Regions from separate parts of the Rattus norvegicus genome. Here all the other regions are linked to region 1. A link is a contact called in public Hi-C data. All regions are on one chromosome and are shown on one strand. Each heading gives the region's core, a stretch centred on a gene start, on an enhancer-like site or on the middle of the called end of the contact. The rest is flanking DNA. Distances are from core to core; before and after follow the strand shown. Region 1 holds the start of Shb (SH2 domain containing adaptor protein B). Region 2 overlaps Shb (SH2 domain containing adaptor protein B). Region 3 overlaps Shb (SH2 domain containing adaptor protein B).

Evidence for each region. A called contact is a pair of places that touch in the nucleus more often than the background predicts.
Region 2: a contact with region 1 is called in a Hi-C map of hepatocytes, with 2.1 times the contacts expected there. The contact joins the enhancer-like site here to the promoter of Shb in region 1. A contact is called at or near these places in 8 of 12 Hi-C or Micro-C datasets (the A7r5 cell line, the Rat2 cell line, frontal cortex and 4 more).
Region 3: a contact with region 1 is called in a Hi-C map of Schwann cells, with 5 times the contacts expected there. The contact joins the enhancer-like site here to the promoter of Shb in region 1. A contact is called at or near these places in 8 of 12 Hi-C or Micro-C datasets (the A7r5 cell line, the Rat2 cell line, Schwann cells and 4 more).

Annotation. Positions count from the first base shown.
Region 1 is chr5:64,578,966-64,582,888 of GRCr8, forward strand. It overlaps Shb (SH2 domain containing adaptor protein B), which reads right to left and starts at 2,107. Exons shown (of 6, transcript NM_001427398.1): 1 at 870-2,107. The coding sequence starts at 1,562.
Region 2 is chr5:64,521,582-64,525,504 of GRCr8, forward strand. The region is part of intron 2 of Shb (SH2 domain containing adaptor protein B); the gene reads right to left. Among named protein-coding and RNA genes, the nearest start is that of Shb, 58 kb to the right of the region's middle. Within about 2 kb of position 1,805, at least 32 of the 93 cell types and tissues checked have an H3K27ac peak or open chromatin away from gene starts, as enhancers often do. A contact at or near this core is called in the A7r5 cell line, hepatocytes and liver, where this site is marked.
Region 3 is chr5:64,538,851-64,542,773 of GRCr8, forward strand. Shb (SH2 domain containing adaptor protein B) reads right to left here. Exons shown (of 6, transcript NM_001427398.1): 2 at 1,346-1,466. Among named protein-coding and RNA genes, the nearest start is that of Shb, 40 kb to the right of the region's middle. Within about 2 kb of position 1,816, at least 27 of the 93 cell types and tissues checked have an H3K27ac peak or open chromatin away from gene starts, as enhancers often do. A contact at or near this core is called in the A7r5 cell line, Schwann cells and liver, where this site is marked.

The DNA of each region.
Region 1 (3,923 bases), core at 857-3,356:
GCCAGGCAACCCTGCTCTAAAGCTCTCTCTCTCACACACACACACTGGGCCTCAGATTTAATCAAAACACTGCCTCCAAAAGAAATAGGCAGAACAAGTATTTTTATGGGGGAAGGGATGCTAACTCCAGAGTGTGAAGGGAAGGAAGAGTAGAGGGGCCTGGCTGTAATTAACTCCCTTGTTATGAAGCAGGGAACAAGATGGTCTGGTAGATTGAGCAGGGGACTGTCACAAGGCTCCTTCTCTCCTGAAACAGTACTACAGGGATGGAATCAGGAAAGAAGTCTCTTAAGCAGACCGCCTGCGGAGCTGGGAGAGAGGGTAAATAGTCAGATGGCTAAGTTCTCTGGGAAGATGAACCTTTACACCGGAAAAGCCTGCGTGGGGGTTCCCAATACAAAAGGCCGCTTGGCTTCGGAAACCTGGCACGCAGAGTGGGACGTTTAGAAGCATTTACATACACACGGTCAGGGACTTCCAGTAAGGAAAACTATAACCCAGAGATTACCTTTCCGACTCTGGACTTCAATTCCCATCTGCATGTGGGAGGGGGGACCATTACTGGAACCCGGGGTAAACAAAAGTAAATGCTCTTTTAGGCCAGCCGCTGCTGACTTTACTAGGGGAGCTGGAAGGGCTGGCTGGGTATGTCTTCTGGGTAAAATTAGGCGGGGTGCTCTCGCTCTGGCTCTGGGATCCGTAAGGGTGCGTTTGGGGAGCAGAAACCAAAGAGACGGAGTCTAATTAACCATCTGGCAGAATGAGCGCTGTAGCCTAGACCCCAGGATGCCAGAGCAAAGTTGGTGGAAGGGATGGGAAACGTGGCGGTGCCTCAGTTTCCCATGCGCACCAGTAGCTTTGGATCTTACCTTGTCTTTCTGACCAGCTCCGGTCTCCTCGGCGGCGCACTTGTTGAGCAATTTTTTGCCTCCGCAGGTCGTCGGGCTCCAGGTGCGGCCGCCAGAGCACACGCCTCCCGGAGGGTCCCCCGCAGCGCCCGCGCTCTCCACTTTGATGAGTCGGTGCTTAGGGGAGATGTAGCGCACCTCCGCCGGCGTGGCCGGCCGCCGCTCGCTGCTGCTCCGGTAGAGGTGCGGGGAGCCGGATGATGAGGATGAGGACGCGGCGGCGCCCGCTCCCGCCGCCGCACAGCAGCAGCCCGCAGCGCCTGCCGCCGCCGTGAAGGCGCGCTGGCCCCCGCCGGGGTCCCCGCCGCCGCCGCAGTAGTCCAGGCGGCACATGGCGCGCAGTTTGCGCAGCGACGAGCCCGGCCCGTTGTACGGGTCCTCGAAGTCGCGCTCCTTCTGCGCGCGGTAGGCGCGGATGAGGTCACTCGTGCTGCCGCTGTCGTCGGGCAAAGAGCCCGACGAGGCGGAGAAGCAGGCGGCGGCCGACCCACAGGACGCCGAGGACGCAGAGCAGGCCTGCGGCACGGCCTGCGGGGGCTGCTCGCGCCGCTCACCCCGGCGCCGCTGCTCGCGGTAGTCCGGCCTCGGCGGCTGCGGTGGACTCTTGGTCTTGCTGTTGCCTAAGCTGAAGTACTTGTTCAGCCACTTGGCCATGGCGAAGGGCCGCCTAGGGCCGCGGCGCGCGAGCCCCGTCCGCCGCCGCGGCCATTCGGGGGACAACACTGCCGCCCAGTCCCGCAGCGCCTCTGCCCCGGTGGGGGGCGTGCGGGGCACCGGTCGCCAAGTTCAAGTTCTCGCAGCCGCCGCCTCCTGCCGGCCGCCGCCCGGCTCTGGCCGCTGTTGCACAGCCCTCCGCCCCTGCTGCGCGCCGGCCGAGCTTCGGATCTCGCGCCCCTCACAGACGAGTCTCATAGGGCCCGGGGGCCGCCTAGAGCGGAAGGCCGGGCGCCCCCCGCCGTGCACACCCGCACCCAGCGCCCCCACCCTCGCGGAGCGCGCCCCTGCCCCGTGCGAGCCTCCGCCAGCTGCGGGCTTCTCGAGTGCACTGGGGCGAGCCCGGCCCCACCGCGGGTCAGAAAGCAAGAGAGCGAATGAGAGAGGCGGCCGGCGCCTGGCGGAGCCCGCGAGCCCTTGCCCGTCCCGGCGGCGCCTGGCGCTGCCGCTGCCTCTGCCGCCGCCTCCCGAGCCGCCGCGTGTGTGACACTCCGCCGCCAGAACCCGCCCTGCGCCGCGGTCCTGCCCCTTCCCGCAGGCCCCACCCCTCCACCAATGCCCCGCCTCCTCCTAGACCCCGCCTCCCGCGTGCGGTCAGGAACCTCCCCCCTGCTGCACGAGCCACCTCCTGCGGCCGCCTGGGCGCCAGCCCCTGGGTCGTGCCCGAGGGCGTCCTCGTCCTGCTGCTTGGCAGGCCCGGCCTCCCTCCAGCTGAGACTGCGGCTCCTGGAGGCCCGAACAGTCAGCACAGTCAGTCCTTGGGGGCCCGCGCGCCGTGCACTCTAGGAATGGATGCCCACCTTCGAGGTGATAGGCGGGCAGGACTAACGCACGACCTCTAGTTGACCGAGAGGACTGTGCAGGGGAGATACCCTTATTGAGAGAGTGCCTGTCTCTCTTCTCTTTAAAGGGACAGAGACTCCGGTTCAGCTTATCCGGTGCCGCGTCTTCGAATAATTCTTTATGCTAATGAGTGTATTAGCAATCCAGATGACGGATGCGGACGCGATAGGTGGCTGGGACCAGGCGGGGCACCAATCCGGGAGCAAGGCTAAGGGGAGGTCGGAATGTTTGCTTACCTTTTCACCTTGTAGGAAGTGGGGCTTTAACCCTGTTCACTGCCAACTTAGTGGAACCAGCTATGTAAACATTTAACGCTTAAGGTTACCGGAGCTGGCGAGGCTCTATTTAATCCAGAGACAGTTTTACAGATGGAGAAACTGAGGCCCCGAGGTAAATTACATGAATAGACTTGGATACCCCCCTGTGATCTGGTGGCACTATAATGATGTACCTAAGACAATGTAGTTACTATTCCAAACGAGAAGAAACCCAGGCCAAAGAGGAGTGGCTTTCCTATGAATCTGCTCTCAGGGGGGTAGTGTGAGCCTTGTCAAGACCAAAATATTGCCTGAAAATGAGGTACTTGCCTTTTAGACCTAAGTTCTGTTTGGAACTTCTATTGGGCAACCCTCCCCCCTAACAACCCGCCACCGCCCGCTTTGAGTACCTCCTTTTGAGTACCTGGGAGCTGAACCATTCCTTTAGAATGCTGATTTGCGTAAAAAAGAGCACTGTGACCGTAATTTCACCTGTCACCTGTACATTATATATGAGTTTGGCACACTGGTTTTCCTGTGTCCTATAGGAGCAGTAACCTATTGAAATAGACAGTAAGTCCAGGAATCTGCTAGAGCTGGAGGTCAGGCTCTCATCCTGAGACTTCGGGACCTGGTGAGCCACAATGTACTTCTTCCAAGCTCCCCCTGGGGCCTACCAGGCTCAGGCCCCAGCAAGACTACACTGGAGAAAAACAGACCCAGGACTCTGAAGGCTCTGCTCTACCTACTCAGCCACGCACAGTCAGACTCCTTGCCTCTTGTGTTCCCTAAGGCCCCTTGAATGTTCCAAACCCCACTGTTAGCCCACACCCCAACAATCTCAGATAACAACATCACCACTTACTTCTACCCGAGACCTATTCATTTAGCATCCCTAGGAAACAGTCTTAAACTCTGCACACATGACAAAGCTGAACCTTTGGTGTCTGGAACACAGGGAGAGGCCCCAGAAGTCGATGCTAAGATGTTTATTTTGGGTATCCCTAGACTTAAATGTCTCAAATTACCCTTTAAATCCTCACTCTGCTGTACAAGCACTTAATCATCCTGCAGGGAGGGAGGCCCCAATTAAGAAAAAGAAAAAACCTGAAAGGCCAGGACATCCTTGTTTCAAGCCCCACCTCCAACCGGCTCCCTCCCTTCAGATTCTAGGCTCAGGAAGGAAAGGAGGCCAGATCCT
Region 2 (3,923 bases), core at 555-3,054, 58 kb before region 1:
AGTAAGTGTGTGTATGTGTGTGTGTGTGTTCATTTCTCTCTGTTCTTTATTATAAATATCAAACAATTAGCTGTTTTAAGTTCCTGTCGCCTTGATTTGCTCGGGACTGACTATAACCTGGAATTAGGCTAAAATAAACATTTTCTACTCAAAGTTGTTTTCTGATCGGGGTATTTTATTACAGCAACAGAAACTACAACACTAATGCCTCAGCATCCCAGTACTAGGATGGCAGCACGGGCCACCACACCCAGCCCCACAACACAGACAAACTAAATGATACAACGTAATTAAGCCATCAACTGTGGTCTGATGGCAAATGTCATCTATGGAATGCCTTTCTGGCCAGAATCAAGTATCGTGAAACTGCAGACAGAATTAGGGCCCAGAAGCATCATCGATGCACATATGCACACACAGGCTCACATTCTCTAGGTTCTCTGGTGGCCTCGGTACACATTCCTAATCAGGTACGTGTACTAGTGTGAGTGTTGCAGACCCCCACCAGAGACAGGCGAGGGTCGAGTGAAGAGACTTTAATGAAAAGACCAGGAGTGTGTGCTACAAGCAGGTGCTCAAGATTAGCCGGAGCCACTGACGCCTCCTCTCTTCTGGTGTTGGATGGAGCTTAGCGCTTGCCTGGAGGATTGAATCGTGTGACCTAGTGAATAAGAACGAAGGGCGGGGTGGGGAGGAATGCCTATTTGAGTGTGTGTATGTGTGTGTGCTAAATTTGAAGAAAAGGAAAGTCAGGAAGGAAAACAAGCTATGCTAAAAATAAGGCGGCTACAGCACCATTGCCAGACAGAAAACATACGCTCAGCTTGGGGAGGGGGCAGAGCGGGACAGAACACAGAATAGGAAGTTCCCACCTAAAAATAACTAGGTGGCTGGATGTGGACTCAACACTGAGAAACAAGGCATTCGAGCTTCAAGCCTGAGGTGGAAGCCGTGCTAGCAGAAGGGAGCGCTCGCACTCTGGAAGCTCTGGTTCTCTTCCAGCTTCCTGATGACAGGGACCTGGGGTCAACTCTCAGTTCAGATCCCAAAACTTCAGGAACCTACAACACGAAGGCTTGTCTGAGGCTGAGAACTAGTGGGTGGAGGATGGGCTGGAGGTCAGGAGCCTGGCCAGCTCCACCAGCAGACTCCACACTACAGCACTGTCCCTTCTGGCAGCCTCCCTATCTGTCAACCTCGGGGCTCACTCTAATACTGAACCATCCTTTTATAAACTGCTCTCTGTGTCTCCGCTTATATGTGACTGTAGCAATCAATGCTATAACACAAGCAAGCAGAAGGCACCCTCGGCACACGGATCGGCCTTTTGGCCAGCTAGCTTCTAGCTGGTGACTTTGGCAGGCCCTCCAACCTCTCTGGGCTTCCAGTAGCTCTCAGAAAGATGACATCAGCAGGCCTCACTAAGCAAGCACTCCACCCCATCCCACCTCTCATCCAACCTCCGACCTTGCTCAAGACAGAACAGATTCAAGTGCAAATCAAACAACTAAGTTTTTTCAGCTACAGAATATGAAGGAGGCAACCCACATATCCGTGGGTACGCTCTGGAGCTGGATTCAACCCCTGGCTCTTCAAAATACCACCAGCTCATAACTCGAGGGGCCTGCCCCAGCGGAGTACTGCAGGCTCAGTTGTGGAGTGGGGAGAAAATTAATATCGACTTCATGGGGACTGTTATAAAATAAAACCAGACAAAGGATATAAAAGAGGCTTGTAAACCATCAAACCCCGTGCAGATGTTACACATTAGGGAGGGACAGACACACACGGGCAGAGTCCCACAACCTCGTTCCTAACTGACATCTGGTACACATGACTCACAGTCAGTTGGCTTGGTTCAAGTCCACAGGAGAAGGCCTGCCATTTTTTTTTTTTTTTTTTTTGGTTCTTTTTTTTTTCAGAGCTGGGGACCGAACCCAGGGCCTTGCGCTTCCTAGGTAAGCGCTCTACCACTGAGCTAAATCCCCAGCCCCAAGGCCTGCCATTTTATGTTGTTCAGAGCTCTTTTGATAAAGTCAACTTCAAGCCTACCAGTTGGCATATTCTATATCTGCCCTCCTAAAGGCAATCCCACTTGATCTTACCTAAGTTTTAAGTTTAAGAGGACACAATCTTGTCCCCCGGGTTCAAGAGCTTGACAGTTCTGCACTAAAGCAGCCCCCGAGCCCACGTGAAAGGAGCCCCTTGGCGTTGCATCTCAGACCTGCTGGTCTGGAGCCAAGCCTCTCTTCCTCAGTGCTTCGTTAAGTACATCATCTGCTGGCGCTTGGCATGTTTCCTGAGCTGGGAACCACAACCGCTGATGTGCTATGACAGCTGAGTGCTGCTGCCTGCTGCCAGACAAGTTTCCTCACTCCACACTGGGGGAGGCTGGGGCTGGCCAGAGCCTGAGGGGAGGGCAGTCGCTGTCATGGCACAGCTGCCGCCTCACAGACTCTCACAAGCTCACACTTTGGATTCCACTCACATCCCCCTGACAAGGAGGCCCCGCTCATCTTCCTCCTGCTGCAGAGACAAAGAGGTGAGGGAACCCCCCACCCAAACACACACCTCTGTCACCAAGAACCTTTAAATTCCTGGGTGCGAGGTGCCTTTTACCATGGATGCCTACTGCCACCAGACAGAACAGCTCAACCTGCCCTTGACTAAGTACCACCTCTGCTTTTCCAAATCTTACCTCCAGCCCTGTCAGAAAGCTGGCTGGGCACCTGCAAGCTGGCAGAAAGGCAGCGGTCAGTCACACCATGTGCCAAGCTTTGAGGAATGACAGAGCCTCAGAGATCTTGCTGGGGAGTCTCCCACTGTCCTTCCTCCACTGGGGAAGGCTCTTGTCTAGTCTGCTTTTATCATGGACAATGTCAAATACATTAATAAACGAGAGCGTCACATGAGAAGCCAGGGAGCCAAGAAAAAGGGGAGAAGGAATTTAGAAACCTCACAAACCCCTGCAAGGGGCCCACGTTACAGGCTGACTGAACTGGCCTGTGCTACGCCACTCCTACACACCCCACAGGGGTCACAGCCATCACGAGCCTTGAGTATACTCCGCTCTACCTTCCAGAAGAACAGCGTAGGACAAATGACTCCAAGACCCAAATCTTCCTCTCAGGCAGATGTCTCTCAACATTCGCTTGGTCCCCATCTAGCAGTTCCATACACTAGGTCAGACCATTCTGGTTCCTGGGGCTTTAATTTGCAACTAATTCCTCTTACAGGTTCAGCAGGAAACTCCTGCTGTTTAGAACAGAGCCTACGCCCCTGCTACTTGCAGACCCTCTATAAGTCAGAGGACCTGAAATGTCTGCTTGTTAAAGTGTCCAAGCTGACGTGCAGTGTGCCCCATGCCCTACGTTAGTTAGGGGCCACAGGTGGGAGCAAGGCAGAGAGTCCGTCCACACCGCCTGACTGAACACCTGAGCTTCCAGGGGACTGAGCTTCATCTGATACCCCAAGTGAAGCTTTCTCAGTGTTGTAGGTTCAGCTGGGATCATGCTAAAGTCTGTTCATGGGGGGAAATCAGTTCCTACGCACTGTGCTCTTGAAGATTGCCTGATTCATACATGGAGGCTGTCCCAGATTCCAAGCCTCAAAGCATGCAGACTCCATGATCAGACTCCATGGGCCTGTGTAACTTCAAGGGCAATACTTATATAAAGTGAAAATAAACGTTAAGTCAGTAAACACTTGCATGTGGATCTACAGCCCTTATCTCCAGGGCACTGGCTGGCGTCCCCAGCCCTTGAACCCTGGACAGATCCAGAGTGACAACCTCAGGGGAGGGTGTCCACTGATGGGTCTGCTCTAAGTCAAGGTTAGCACTCCCATCCAACACTGACATTCCCTCTTTCTCAACCTGTCAAGCTTCCAAGGCTAGCTTAGACTTCACCTCCAAGTGCCATCCC
Region 3 (3,923 bases), core at 566-3,065, 40 kb before region 1:
CAGATGTGCTTGGCTCCAGCCTGGGCCCCTTGCAGGCCACAGACACTGCCCTGGTACTTGGTGCTGTACACACAGCACAGAAATTCCAACAGTACCCGGTAGGGATCACTCTCAAGGCTTACTTTGACAGTCTGGGAATGCAGCCAGGTTGGATCGTTTGCCTAGTCCAAGAGCTGACTCCCAGTACCACAGAAACTGAATATGGTGACTCAAGTTAGAGCCAGGAGGATTAGAAGTTCAAGACCATCCTTATCTACACACTTCCTGTGCTATCCTGTTCCATGGCTATCTTTAGCATTAACAAGTTTTGGGTCTGCTCATGGATTTGAATCCCTTCTTGGAGTGCTTACACTGACAGCTCACCCTGGGCCACGTCCACACTATCAGTCGCCATGGTGTCGGTACACACAAAGACGTCAAGAGTCACAAGAAGCCTTGGCAAGATCCTCACAACCAGAAATTGCCCTTTAGCTGCCCGTATTCTAAAAAAGGAAATGATGTGAGGTAACATGAGGAAGAGGAGGGGGCAGCGAACACTGGGCTCTTTGCAAAGATACCACAGAATCGTTTTCTGTGAAAAATGGTTTCTTCTACTGGTTAACAAGTAGCATGAACTGGTCTGTTCCCACTTCTGTGCCAACTGGTAGATGGCTCCAAATAAGGCTTTATGCCTCCGTCTCTGCATTCAGGAGTGTCCGAACAAACCCTCCTCTAGCCCTTGGCATCTCTGGTTATCTATAGCTGTGTTCTAATCTAAAAGCGCCTCCCCCAACCCGATGTTGGTGATAGACAAACCAATAAAATGTGCGGAAGGGGCAAGCAAAGTGACTCCCCGGGTAAAGGCTGTTGCCACAGAGCCTACTGACCTGAGTTCAAAACTTGAGACTCACAGGGTAAAAGAATCGATTCCTTCCAATCTGCCCTCTATCCGCCACATGTGCATGTAGCATATAAGTTTTGCATGCAGGTTACACACACACACACCCTACTCAACCATGGGGGAGATAGGGGAGGGGACAGCTCAGTAACCCGCAGCTATCACTGTGAACAAGCACACTTCTACAGAGAAGGTGGCAACATGTCCAGCAGACCCTTCTCGTTGAGCTGTAAGTCCAGGGTATTGTGGCTTGAATGTGCTTTGTACCCCCAGAACTGGTATGGTGCTCACTAGGTGCTCCACACAGCAGTGTCGGGGGTGGGATTTAATGGGAGGAGTACCTACCTATAGTAGAATCACAAAAACACGCCTCTTTCTGATACACACTTGTTATAAATCGCCCACTCCCAGGTATTCTGTCACAGTAACAGAGAACGAACCGAAACTCTGTGCCTGTGCCCTGCTCACCTGTCATGATCCTTTGGGCTTCGTAGGGCTCCATGTAGCCAGCGCTCTCACCCTTTCCTGCTTTGCTCTTGAGGTCGTTCTTGGCATCAAAGGGATCAGAGTAGTCATCTGCTATGGTCACCTGCAGGGGAGGGAGAGAGTGTGAGGCCATCTCTGGCTTTGTTTCACCACTGTGCACAGCCAGACATGACTCCAGCCAATAGAAACTGCTCCTGGGCTAGCAAGGCATGGGAACCGTGAGCCCACCCCGGGGGGAAGTCAGTGCAGAGGTGAGGTGGGAACAGTTACTGAGTTTAGGTGGATGGAGCAATGGGGAGAAGAAAGTTGGGAGATCACAGAAAGCGTAGAAACGCTGGCAGGCCCTTGGCTGCTGGCTGAGACCCAAGACCTCAGACAAGAATAGTTGCGTTCAGCACCCTGTTTTTCTCCAAATCTGGAACATAATCATGTTGTGGGTCATCACACAACAATTTGGTGAGATCAACACACTATAAAAGATGAGTGCGGCCCTAGACAGGCCTGATGAAACACCAGACTGGGCAATGTACAGATGCCAGGGTCGAAGCAGGACAGGTCAGGAGTCTGAGGGGGTCCAGGGTGGACATCGGTGCCCCCAACATCCTCACTCACAAGGCCTATTCTGGTGCTCTCGCTTGGCAGTCAGCCAGAGCCCTGCCAGCCCACTGACTAACAACAGAGGAAGAGTGAGTCACCGGGCAGGTCTCAGGCTTTGTGAGGAGTGTGCATATCTGGAATTCTACCGCTCCACAGGAGAAGCACCACATTTCCTGGTAAAAAAGATGACAATTTCTAATTGAAAGATTTAGAACACAGCACCTCCTCTCTCATTTCTGACTGCCTACTCCTCACAGAGAAGAAAAGAACATAAGCCCTCTCAACCCAAACCTTTATTACAAATCTGCCTCACCCCAAACTCCCACCACCCTCCCTGCTCACCCTTCGGGTCAGGTGTCTAACAATGAGCAAATAAACCCTCAATCTCCCAGCTGCTGCCCCGGGGAGGGCGGAGGTTAGCATCCCCTTTGCTGGATTGTTATTTAAATTGTAGGTTTAATTAGAAACCACAGGAGCCGCTCTTCTCTCCCCGTTCCTGGAATGTAAGGCATTTGCAAGGCCTGTAAACTCAGGAAGAAATGGAGAAGACCCCAGTCTCTCTCTGCCCGGTGAATGGCAGCCGATGGCAGCAGCCTTGGCATGGTCGCACGAGAGACCACCGGCTACCTGGATGTAGTGCCTGAAAAGGGACAGCAGGCATTCCCTGGTCACTTAACTGCAGCACACGGATCAGGGAAGACCCAGGCCTAGAGCACCCAGCAATCAAGCAGACGAGGTTGGGTTAGGCTCCGGTCCCAGGGGCTCCTGCACATGGTGACGTGGTAATCAGTGCCTTTCAGTGAGCTCAAATGACACCAGGCCAGGAGAGGAGGGGCTGGGGAGAGCTGGGCTTGCTTTGTCTTTCATTTGATATTTGCACTCTACCATCTGCAGACTACATTAAGAGTCGTGTATGGGAAGCACCGTGGGTCAGAACAGTTCAGATGTGGGTCCTGGCGGGCAGGGCTGTGAGTTCCAGGGACCAGGTGTCCCCTCGGAGATCGTGAAATACATAGCTAGCTGCTTCAGGTGACTTGCTAACAAGCTGCTCCTGCCCCACAGTCCCCCACCGTCTTAGCAATGTGAAAATCTCCTAGTCTTCAGTGAAAAGGGGAAGAAGAATTATTTGGGGTTTCTACTGGAGACCTTAGGTAAGGTGGCGCCTAGCCTAACTGTAGTCTACAAGGTAATTCAGCAATCAGCATTCCAGTTCCCTCTCAGAAGTGCTCTGCAATTTGCAAACACAGAGGCTTTCGGGATATAAACGAAATCTTTGTTCACCTTCCGATGGGAGCACTGGGAGGCCTGTGATAAAGCAGGCGTTGTCTATATTTTCTAATTAAAATGAGATCTGAGCAGGGGCCGTCGGCCCCACGGCTGCCTCCGCTGTTCGCTTCCTTTTTCAATAAGAACTTACAAACCCTAAAACCAGGAAAACCTCTGGTCTCGGATGACGCACGGTTCCAGTTATTCCTGCTGACAGCTGAAAATCCTTCCGTTTAAAAAAAAAAAGTTTAGATTCTGTTAGTTTAAGAAGCAAATCGGAAGGTTCCTAAAATGTATATTTAGTCAATTTGCTTTTGAACTTCAAAGTGAGGCTGGTGTGGGGGGAGGGAAACGGAGGTTCACGAAACCTGAAACTCGGCAAACACTGCACTGAACGGTCCAACCTTACGCAAATCACGTCGTAGTTGGAGGTAAAATTTTAACCAGGTGTTGGGGGGGGGGGGCAGGGAGGCACAGAGCCCCCTTGTGAACAGCCATAGGCCCCTGGCCCCAGAGACTGAGTGGTGGGACAGCTTACCATAACTGTCCTGGTTACCTGGGGTTCGTGGGCAGGAGTTGTGCCTGAAGGCTGCCATGCATTCAAATAAAATGAGTAGTTTCCCACAGCCGTGGGCCTGCCGGGGTTGCTTGCTTGAGGATGCTCCAGTTAGCAGAAAAGTCCTGTACGTCTAAATGA